2 separate regions of the Gossypium hirsutum genome follow, and region 1 is linked to region 2. Evidence: chromatin contacts called from public Hi-C data. All regions are on one chromosome and are shown on one strand. The core of a region is the stretch at or near the end of the contact, and the rest is flanking DNA. Distances in the headings are between cores, read along the strand shown. Region 1 holds the start of LOC107914784 (Werner Syndrome-like exonuclease). Region 2 holds the start of LOC107914739 (serine/arginine repetitive matrix protein 2).

Evidence for each region. Hi-C and Micro-C count contacts between places; a contact is called where the count stands out from the background.
Region 1: a contact with region 2 is called in a Hi-C map of leaf, with 1.7 times the contacts expected there. The contact joins the promoter of LOC107914784 here to the promoter of LOC107914739 in region 2. A contact is called at or near these places in 4 of 34 Hi-C or Micro-C datasets (callus and leaf).

What each region holds. Positions count from the first base shown.
Region 1 is chrD10:27,122,898-27,128,381 of Gossypium_hirsutum_v2.1, forward strand. LOC107914784 (Werner Syndrome-like exonuclease) reads right to left here and starts at 4,096. Exons shown (of 6, transcript XM_016843811.2): 1 at 3,718-4,096; 2 at 3,455-3,634; 3 at 1,510-1,640; 4 at 1,249-1,410; 5 at 933-1,043; 6 at 265-589. The coding sequence starts at 3,955. The coding sequence ends at 518.
Region 2 is chrD10:26,812,177-26,817,754 of Gossypium_hirsutum_v2.1, forward strand. It overlaps LOC107914739 (serine/arginine repetitive matrix protein 2), which reads left to right and starts at 2,220. Exons shown (of 6, transcript XM_016843751.2): 1 at 2,220-3,084; 2 at 3,548-3,988; 3 at 4,098-4,611; 4 at 5,074-5,578. The coding sequence starts at 2,553.

The DNA.
Region 1 (5,484 bases), core at 2,846-5,345, 310 kb after region 2:
TTATTATTGTTATTGACATATTAATACTACATATGATATCAAATTTTCTTACAAAATAACCAAAATAAAAATTTACCCATAATGGGAGAATTTACCCAAAAAAACAAACTAAACTCTAATGCTCAATAAACTTGATCATGTACGAATTGAGTTTTTTCTAATACTAATTAAATAAAATATATATATTTAAATAATCAATTAAACTCATGAGCTACGTTAAGATATTCGAAATCGGTTTGTAATAAAGTTCGAAGTCGCATGACAAGTACAAATTAGATGATGTTGAATTAACAAAATACAATATTTGTTCATAAATAGAGATGCAGATCATCTTTGCTGCAACATTAAATCATATACAACAATTGCATCTAAACAAGGAATTCGAAAGTGGCCAAAAACAAACACATGCAATTCCCAACTAGGTAAAATACTTTACCTCTTTGTTTCTTGGCCTAAACAAACTGCCTTGACTTAAAACCGACTAACAGCAAGCACGATATCAAACTTACTATGAAAATCATTGAGATGAAATGGTTTCACTTTGTTTATCTGCCGGATCCTTCACTGCATCAGGGAGGCTCTTTAAGACCTGCATTTGCAATGCAATATCAAAATACTTATTAGGAAAAAAAATAGTGCTATACGTCTACATTGCTCCAACTTCAGTTTTCTTGAAGTACTCACGTCCAACAACCATAGTTCGATGTATATCCAGACATGAGTATGGATAAATGACCCTCCAATGACTTTTTAAATACACAAAATCTTGAAAATATTTGAACATATGAGTCCAACAAAAACTCAAGTCCAAGTAACATAAATAGTAGCAATTGTAACAATGGGAACGTAAACTTACAATGAAGGCTGAAAATCCAAGCCTATCTACATTTATGATAGGAGAATAGAATATTATATTGAAATTGTAATATTACCTGGTATATTTGCCATGAAGCGAAAGCATCAGTTGCTGCATACTGTAGTTGCGCATTGGATAAAGGATATAACTCCCAGTTTCCCAGCCTAATTTTCTTGGGCTTCGGAAGCTGCAATACTCAAATTTCAATAAGATTTCCCAATGAAAGCATTCTGCCTCTATGCTCAAAGTGAAACCAAAACAAAATATCATGGTGGAATCTGAAAAGCTAGTACTATTTACCGAATGAGAACTAATATCATATTACGAGTACATAAGATGAAAGACTGCTTCAGTCTTCTCCAGGCTTTCAAATAGAAGAATTATACGGATACCTCTTTGCAAATAAACTCCTCTGTCAGAGCAGCAAGACTCCAGTGTCGGCAATCACTATCAAACTTTTGATTTGCTAGATCTGAAAGATCTTCCAAAGCATTAACAGATACTTTATAGTCACTGAACACCTTGACAGCATCGCCATCAATTGCAACTCCAACCTGTTCATTCACAAGCATTATTTCGAAAATGTATATAAACCTAATCAGAAATTCAGGAGTTTAGGTTGCCAATTAACAGATTAAATGTAAAGATATTACTTTTATAATTTCGGAGTCCTCAAGAAGAACCTGCAGACTTTGAGGTATTCCAGAATGAAAAATATGCATCACATAACAATACTGACTGTCACAACATATCTGCATCACCGCAGCCTTCCCAGGCAAAATTCCTGCAGTGTCAAAATTCCAAAGATAAACATTTATCCATGCAGTATTGTATAATGCAATTATAAGCAAACTCCTTGTCCCCTTTGCAAAAGCATAAAAATGAGTATAAAGTTTCGTTCTTATACATATAATTGAATGGGATGCAAGGATGCAACCGTAGTTTTTATTCCCAAACTAGGCAGCATTTTAACCAAACCCATCCACCCGACACGATGCAGGAAGAGGTTCTAAAGATGTGTTTGTAACACTTAGGGTGGGTTTGGATGGGCGATTGGGTGCCGTGCGGTGTGTTTAGCTTACTTTTTGTCTCACGATACAATATCGCTATAGTATCTAATCTCACCGTCACTATTATTTTTACACTAACCGCAGGTAAACGCACCGCCCATCTAAACCCACCCTTAGATTGAAATGTTAGCAAGTAATTAGTCCTCTGTTATCGTGTTCTAATCTGCAAAGTCCCAGAAAGTCATCCCCATTTCCCTTAAGTACATTCCATGGAATTTTCAATAAAGATTGCCACTTCATCAATATGATACGGCACATAATATGTGTTTTATACTTCATCACAAATGTGGATACAACTTGTAATTGTTTTAGTTGGATGATGAAGGGTGGTGGTCCGTCCTTTCTATGGTTCACCAATAAAATGTATTTTAATTATTAATATAAAAGTAAATTACAAATGCTCATTATATTTGGTATTGCATTATTTTCATTTATGTATCTTTATTTAAGACATTGTTAAAATATGCATCCACATACTTTTATCTAACTTTTAGATCCTTTTAAGCCAATTCCAAGACTTAAAAAGAAAAACCAAGCATGCAGACACATACAAGTGTTGGATATCAATACCAGAGTCCACACAAGCCAATGTCTATGGTACCAAACAGATAATACTTTTCATGAAAGTTCAAGAGGGCAATACAGAAACCAGATAGACAAGTGATATGTTAGTAGAGGTGGTCAACCAAATCAGTATATTTAGCCATGAATTCTGTGTACTAGTACAAATTCAATATGTGCATGTTTCAATGCTATACTAAATGCAATCTGAGAATGATCTAAATAGACCACTTCTACCAGAAAGTAGACAAGATAAGGGAAAAACATGAATATAAATAACGGTTTGCAAGCATACAACCATTTAGGTTATCACAGTTAAGAGTATTTCAATTAAAAGGAAATGATCGGTAATGGCAACAGCAACTCATGAAACATGGATTAAAGAGCTATATTGCTTTGACTCTTTATTTTACTAAAGTACCTGTATCCAACGCATATTTGGACAGGAGTATGGGATATGACCATTCGAGGATCTCCAAATACATTAAAAACATAGGAAAAAATTGAATATATCTGTGTTGGGAACTTACCCATATCCGGCACTCACACCTAAGGCCAAGTAATATAGGTAAAGAGTGCTTAGTTTCTGCTTTAAAAGAAATTATAGCAATGCTGCTTTATGGAAGAAAGGAAGAGGACAACACCAAACACAAGAGATATATATTTTGTTTCAAAATGTGGCATATCAGAACCGCTAAACATCAAAAAAAAAATTAAAACTACAAAAAAAAAACACAATGCCAATTCTAGCATAAGTACTCCATCTAGAAATCATGCAATTTGAAAAAAATTCCAACTTTAAGTCTCAATTCTTTAAAATAATGATCAAAGATACCTTAGGGAGGTTTCATATTAACTTAAGAAATTTTCACATTTATTTGTTTTCACACTTTTTTTTCTTAGGAAACAAACAGAAAGGATTATATGAAATGAATGTAACAATACAAGGAGGGTAAAGGAAGCAAACCTTTTTGGAAAGAGGGCTTCCACTCAATATCAAACCCTAAAGCAACTTGACCCATTTCTTTCTTCTTAATTTCAACAATTTTTAATAGCTCCATTGCAGCATTTTCTACCTCATCTTCCGTAAAGCTATACAAAATATGACCTCCAAATCTCAACGGCGGATATCTAAGCCTTGTATTAGCTGCCAATCAGAAAAATCAAAGGGTTTACTATTAGTTCATTTATTTTAATTAAAAAATGGGTAAAGTAAGGGATAGGAAATACATTGACAACGAGCGAAGGAAGACGGAAAAGAACGCGGGGGTGAGAGAATAGAATGAGGCAATTGGCGGCCGGTTTTGAGGTTATCTTGATGATGGACGGCGGACTTGCGTTTCTTGCTAGAAGATGAAGGAGGAGGAGGAGGAGGAGTGGCTTCAATGGCATCCATTAGTCGGATCACGTCTTCAGTGAAACGGTCGTCCCAATCCAAACTGAAACTATTGTTTTCTTTGAATTCCATTTCTATATCTGAAATGGAAGTGAGGGGCGGAATTAGAGGGAAAGAGAGCTTAACGTTCAAATTTTGTTAATGGCGTCTGGTAGAGTAGTCGATGGGCCGATTTGGAAAAGTTTTTGCCAGGACTTGAGCCCATCCCAGTCCAATTCGCACAAAATACTTTCTATATTAATATTCTAAATAAAAATCCTGACGAACTTTTTGTTTCTCCAAAATTTCTCTAAAAAAATTAAATTTTGAAAACATAAATACTAAATCTAAATTACAAAATTTATTTAATATATTATCTTTTTTTAAATAATATAATATAATAGTTCTATGAAAAATAATAGTGATCATTTTAATTACATAAAATTGAGTTATAACATGAAAGTAGATATTAATTTTATCTTCTGAATATAAAAATATTTAATATAATTAAAATTTAATTTGGAAAAACTTTTACACACTCTTAATTCTACTTAACAGAATATCTTATGCCATATGTTGTTCCCAGCATTAAAATTTAAATAAAATATATAAATATTTTAATAAATAAACATTTAGTATTTCTAATTTTATTTATATAAATAGAGTTATAACATGGAAAATAACCTAAGAATTAGAGATTTTTTTATATTTTAATATAAAAAATATTTTTACAAACTCCTAATTCTGCTTAACCGATCTTCTACCAAATTTTAATTCTAATTTATATTAAAATTTAAACATTGTTATAAATATCTTATTAAGTGGATGTCCATTATGATTAAGATAAAGTTTTGATATGCTTTAAATTTTAATAGTTTTTAGAATTAGATCTCTACTTTTTTTATACTTCTTATGTCTATAAATGAAGATTCTGATGAAGCATTGTAATCATCCTTTTGATTAATAAAGTACATTCTCTGTTGCTTTCATATTTTCTTTGTTCTTTATTCTCTCCATCTCTCTTTAGTTTATAATACGTTATCAGCACAATGATTCTCTATATTTTTTCAAAATCTTTCGAAGTCATCCAACATTAAACTTTCACCCTTACAAATTCATCTTCGGGATGTTGAAAGATTCAATCTCAGAATGGATTATGGTTTTTATTCCTGATCTTTGGTTTATTGTACAAGCATGGGTAAAGTATAGATTTGGTAAGAAACTTTTATATTTCGACCATATGTTTTTTTTTAATTAAGGTATGACTACTATTAATTTTTATTTGACATAAATTTTACATTCTGATAGTATTTGATTTTTGCCTTTCTAGGTTATTTTTTTTATGTAAAAGACATAATTGTTAATTATATATGTTTGTTATTAATATGGTATGTTTTCTCTATTATTAATTTTTGGTAAATAACTCTTTTTGAAGTGTTTTTTTAATTAAGTTATATTATGCATTATATTTAGATGTTTTGATTATTAAATTCTTGTTATTAAATATTCTTGAAATTTAATTATGGTGGAAAGTGTTATTAACCTACCATTGTTGATTAAAGGGAAATTTGATAGGATTTATTTAGTCTTATTAATTTGCTAATGTTGAATGACTGTATGAT
Region 2 (5,578 bases), core at 970-3,469:
GTGGAAAATAATAAAATAAATAAATAATTCATGAAGTTAAGAAAATAACTCTTAATTTAAAGAAAATAAACGTAATTATCTAAAAAAGAGTTTCAAAATGAATACACAGATTCAATATTTTCGATTTGATTTATTAATTATCTTTCTGAAATCTCTCAGTAAATAAACGTATGCATCATTTTGATTTTTTTAAATAATTACTTTTATTTATTTAAATTAAGAGTTATTTTTTAATTTCATGTATGATTTATTTATTTTATTATTTTCACATATAATTATCTTATTGAGTTACTTAAGTAATAAATTACATCTCATTAAAATATTTCACATATGAAATTTTACATTTAACTTTTTTTAGGTGAAATAAATAATTACAATTCTAAATTACATAGCGTTATTCTGGGGGTGAGTAAAACCCCTTATCTTGTCGGATTCAATGAAAGTTGGGGGAGAATAAAAAACTTGCAACACCAGAGCCAACTTCGTTAAATAGTCAGCAACCTGATTTTGTTCTCTAGGAAAATAGCGCAAAAGCCACTGACATTCTTGGGACAAGATGCATTTTATCAGTCAAATCTGTTAAAAAAAACAATTCGAAAAAAAGGTTTATGGAAAAAAATGCTCAAAAATGCAATTAGGACCATTTTGGAAAAACATATAAACATTAGTGACCAAATTTGTCATTAAACTTAATTTAAACTATTCAATTTAATCAATAAGCAATATCTTATTATTTATACTATTTTATTTTCATCAATTGTGTAAAGATTATTAAAATATTTTTATTAAATAAATTTCTATAATACGAAATAAAAATTCAAATTTTATATTAAATTATTTTATATTTAGATTGTTTTCTTATTCTAGCTTTTCGCTTAACATCATCATGTAGAAAAATCAAAACATCGAGTGGCATTCTATATTTTTCATATATAAAAGAAAAAAAATTACATTATGTTATAATAAATAATTATATATTTCATATATACAATTTTATAAATAATATAGTTTTATAATATAACTTAAATAATATATTTATGTTATTTATAAATAGTGTAGCTTTTAATTTATAGAATATTAAATTTTTATTAGCACTATATTTGAATTATCAAAATAATTAATATAAATTAATTATGTTAATTAGTTATTATTTGGAGGAATGCTGCTTATATTAATTTTAAGAAGTTAAATTATATCATATATTGAATATGTTAACCATGCATTAATTATGATTTGACTTTTTATTATAATAATATTTGAGTTAATATATTTCAATTATATTTAATCATTCGAATAATGAATATTAATTTACACTAATTATAGAAATTAAATATAATATAAAAAATTAATTAAAAATTAAACACGTAAACATTAAAAATTAGTAACTTTCTAAAAAAAGGGCTTTTAGATATTTTCTTAATTGATTTGGGAAATGACTAGAAAACATTATTTATAAAATATATAATTATGACATGTTTTTAAAAGATATTAAAACCAATAAAATACAACGTATAGTGAGACTTGAACTTAGAATATTATGATTTTCAATCTTTAATATATAGTGAGACTTGAACTTGGAACATTATATAGTAGGACCTGATCATGGGTTAGATCACTCGCTCGAAAAGTGAGTAAAAATATATGTTTAAAAAATGAGTTTGGATAAAAAATAAGGCATGTTTTCTAAACGGGGCGAGCCTTAAGTAAGATTTTTGGTCCAGACTTGGCTTGACCCGGCTCGAATCTGCTTAATTTTTTTTTGCTTTTGTTTTACTATCATTTTGTTGTTGTTTTGCTGTCATTTTGCTATTATACTGCTATTATTTTCTTTTTATTGTTTGGATATTATATAACTATTATTTTATTATTAATTTTGCTACTATTTTAGAGGTATTTGATTGTTAAGTTGTAACTATCTTAACATTATTTAATGTTTTTAATATATTTGATGTATTATATATTTTAAATTTATTTCATATAGAAAAAAAATTAATACAGATGGGTTGAGTTTAGATTTAACATTTTTTATCTAGACGGACAAAACTTTAAACCTATTTTATTGCTTGAATCCCAACCTAGTAAATGAATTTAAAATTTTGGCATCAACCGGACCCGGCCTGAACTCGGCCCCACATGGCCTGGTTTCAGTTCTGATACAAACAAAATTACCCGGTTAGGCGTTTCTATTTTTTGTTTTTCCTTTTTAAGAAAATTCTTTCCATTTCCTGGTAACCAAACAAAGTCTAACGGACCCCAGAAGTTATGAACAGTCAAATCGAAAAAGCGTTATATCAAACCTACTTTTCCTTTTTCTAAAACAAATAAAAAATATTTAGCTTTGATTTTGAGGTTTTGCGTGGCTAATTGGTTAGGTTTTGATTCATTTGCATTAGTAAATTGGGACTTTAATAGTATTCTAGTTCTGAAATTTCAGCTAGGTTTACAGGCGTACATTTGATGGATTTTTTCCTCAAATATGTTGTTTTATTTGTTGTTGACATTTGCATTATTGCTTATTCGATTGTTCTAGCAATTTAGGTGTTTTTGAATTGATGGCGGATAGAAACACGGCCGCTTCAAAGCCTATATGGATGAAACAAGCCGAGGAAGCCAAGCAAAAAACTGAGGCTGAAAAAGCTGCTGCTGCTAAAGCAGCTTTCGAAGCCACATTCAAGGATGTTGATAAGAACCGTAACAAGGATGTGGTGGCTGCTTCATCGGATAGTGAATCCGAGGACACCGGTGACTTGGTGAACAAGCCAATTGGTCCCGTGGATCCCGTTAATGGCATGGCAGCGGGGCCAGGAATAGCGGGTGGCACTGCCTGTGCTGCCTCCACGTTTATGGTGGTAACGAGAGATGCAGATGAAAGGAAAGTACAGAGTGGGGGTGCGCAGATTAAGGTGAGGGTTTCTCCAGGTGTGGGTGTTGGGGGCTCAGAACAGGATGGCATTGTGAAGGATATGGGAGATGGGACTTACTCTGTAACTTATGTGGTGCCTAAGAGAGGGAACTATATGGTAAACATTGAATGCAATGGGAAACCCATCATGGGTAGCCCATTCCCGGTGTTCTTCAGTGCAGGTAACATCGTTGAAACTATGTTTATTCGGTTTTAACTGCATGTTTAGCTGTCACTTGCCATGCATGACTTTGCATGTTTCTTGTCCCTATTTGATTGTCTATATAATACGTGGATCTTTTAATATTCAAACCTTGCCATGCATGACTTTGCATGTTTCTTGTCCCTATTTTATTGTCTATATAATACGTGGATCTTTTAATATTCAAACCTTTGGAGTATTTTTTGCTTCTAATATGAAATGCAGTCTTTTGTATATTAGTTTTGTTATTCTAGGTGAAGAAGGCTCACGATTAGGAATTTGAAAAGTTCCCAATGATATTCACCTTCTCATTACTTTGCACTCACTGTCCATATAAAATTGTTGTTGAGTCTCTGTTCTTACTTTTGGCTTCACTTGTAAGCGTGGTTCTTGGTTGCAGTCTGTAGTGCTCAGGGCATAGATGTTGAATTTTTGTTATGCAGGTACGTCTACCGGAGGACTACTAGGGGTGGCTCCTGCATCCACATATCCAAATCTAGTAAACCAAACCATGCCCAACATGCCAAACTATACAGGTTCTGTTTCTGGAGCTTTCCCTGGCTTGTTGGGAATGATCCCAGGCATTGTTTCTGGTGCTTCAGGTGGTGCTATATTGCCAGGAATGGGGGCATCTCTTGGGGAAGTTTGTCGAGAATACCTCAATGGCCATTGTCCTAAAACTGATTGCAAATTGAACCATCCTCCTCACAATTTGCTGATGACTGCTTTGGCTGCAACAACCAGCATGGGAACTCTTAGTCAGGTACCTATGGCACCTTCAGCGGCTGCAATGGCTGCAGCTCAGACTATTGTTGCTGCTCAGGCCCTTCAAGCTCATTCAGCTCAGGTGCAAGCACAAGCTCAGTCAATTAAAGATTCATCTGGTACTTTTTGCACTATCTTATTTTGAACTGTCTGTTTCTTTGTTAATTTATTTCCCAAGTTCTATTTATTTTGTTGGGCTCAAGCTAATGGTTGTCTGCTGCGTGTCAGATTCTCCTGACAAAGCTGGGAAGGCTGATGCATTGAAGAAAACCCTACAAGTTAGCAATCTTAGCCCACTTCTCACAGCTGAGCAGTTGAAACAGCTTTTTAGCTTCTGTGGTTCTGTTGTCGAGTGTACAATCACTGATTCAAAACATTTTGCTTATATAGAATACTCAAAACCTGAGGAAGCAATGGCCGCTTTGGCATTGAACAATATGGATATTGGTGGTCGACCATTAAATGTGGAGATGGCTAAAACGCTTCCTCAGAAACCAGCTATTTCATCATTGACATCATCGTCTCTGCCTATGATGATGCAGCAAGCTGTTGCCATGCAACAGATGCAATTCCAACAGGCTTTGCTTATGCAACAAACCTTGACTGCTCAGCAGGCAGCTAATCGAGCCGCAAGCATGAAGTCTGCAACAGAGTTAGCTGCGGCAAGAGCTGCCGAAATAAGTAAGAAGCTAAAAGCTGATGGGCTTGTTAATGAAGAGAAGGAAATCAAGAGTGAATCTAGGTATGTGTCCTCATCAGGACAAATGTGCTTCCTTACATACATGTCTTGTTACTTAAGGCTTACTTTTTGGTTAGGTCCGAATGCTTCAATATTGTTAAAGAATGAAGTTACTTATTGAGCTACATAAGGAATGCAAGCAGAGTTTCGCTATTTGTTATGATACGTAGAACACCTATGTTTGCTCCTTTAGGTTTATTGTGGTATGATGGACTGCAGCAGCAGCACTTTTTTCAACAAATAATGTTTATGATTCACTATTTAATTAGGAGCAGAACAGTAGAAGAGGTATCTTTTTGTAATGATTCTCTTTTTGTTGTTAGATCTTTGATTATGTCTTTCCAGAAGATGCTTTTACTTATAGGAACCAAAGGAGATCACTGTGTTTCCCTTTTTTGTCTCTATGTTAAAGGCTTCAAATTTGCTTAAAAGTAAATTGAAGTTCTTCTAAATCATTACTTACAGGTCACCATCTACTTCCCGTGCACGGTCAAGATCAAGATCCAAATCAAAGTCACCCCTCAGTTATCGAAGACGGTCAAGGTCAAAGTCAAGATCACCAATCAGCTATAGGCAAAGGAGGAGGTCTCACTCTTATTCACCTCCACCTCGTTTCCAGCGAGACCGTAGGTCCAGATCACCTGAGCAGTCTCATCATTGTTCAAGGTATGATAGTGAAAGACTGTCATATAGAGATCGAAATGACAATGATAGGAGTAGGAGAAGAGATCTGGACAGATCACATGATCCTCGTTCTTCTATTTTGAGGAGAAATAGGAGTAGGAGCCCTCAAATAAGAAAATCACTTGCTGTAGATTCAGACTCCCCAAAACATAGCCGAGAAAGTTCACCAAAGGTGAGGAGATCATCCCGTCCTGGTTCGAGATCGCCAAGGCATCGTAGAAGAAGGTCATCTCCAAAGGATGATGAAAGAAAATCAAAATGCAGAAAGCGCTCTAGGTCAAAATCT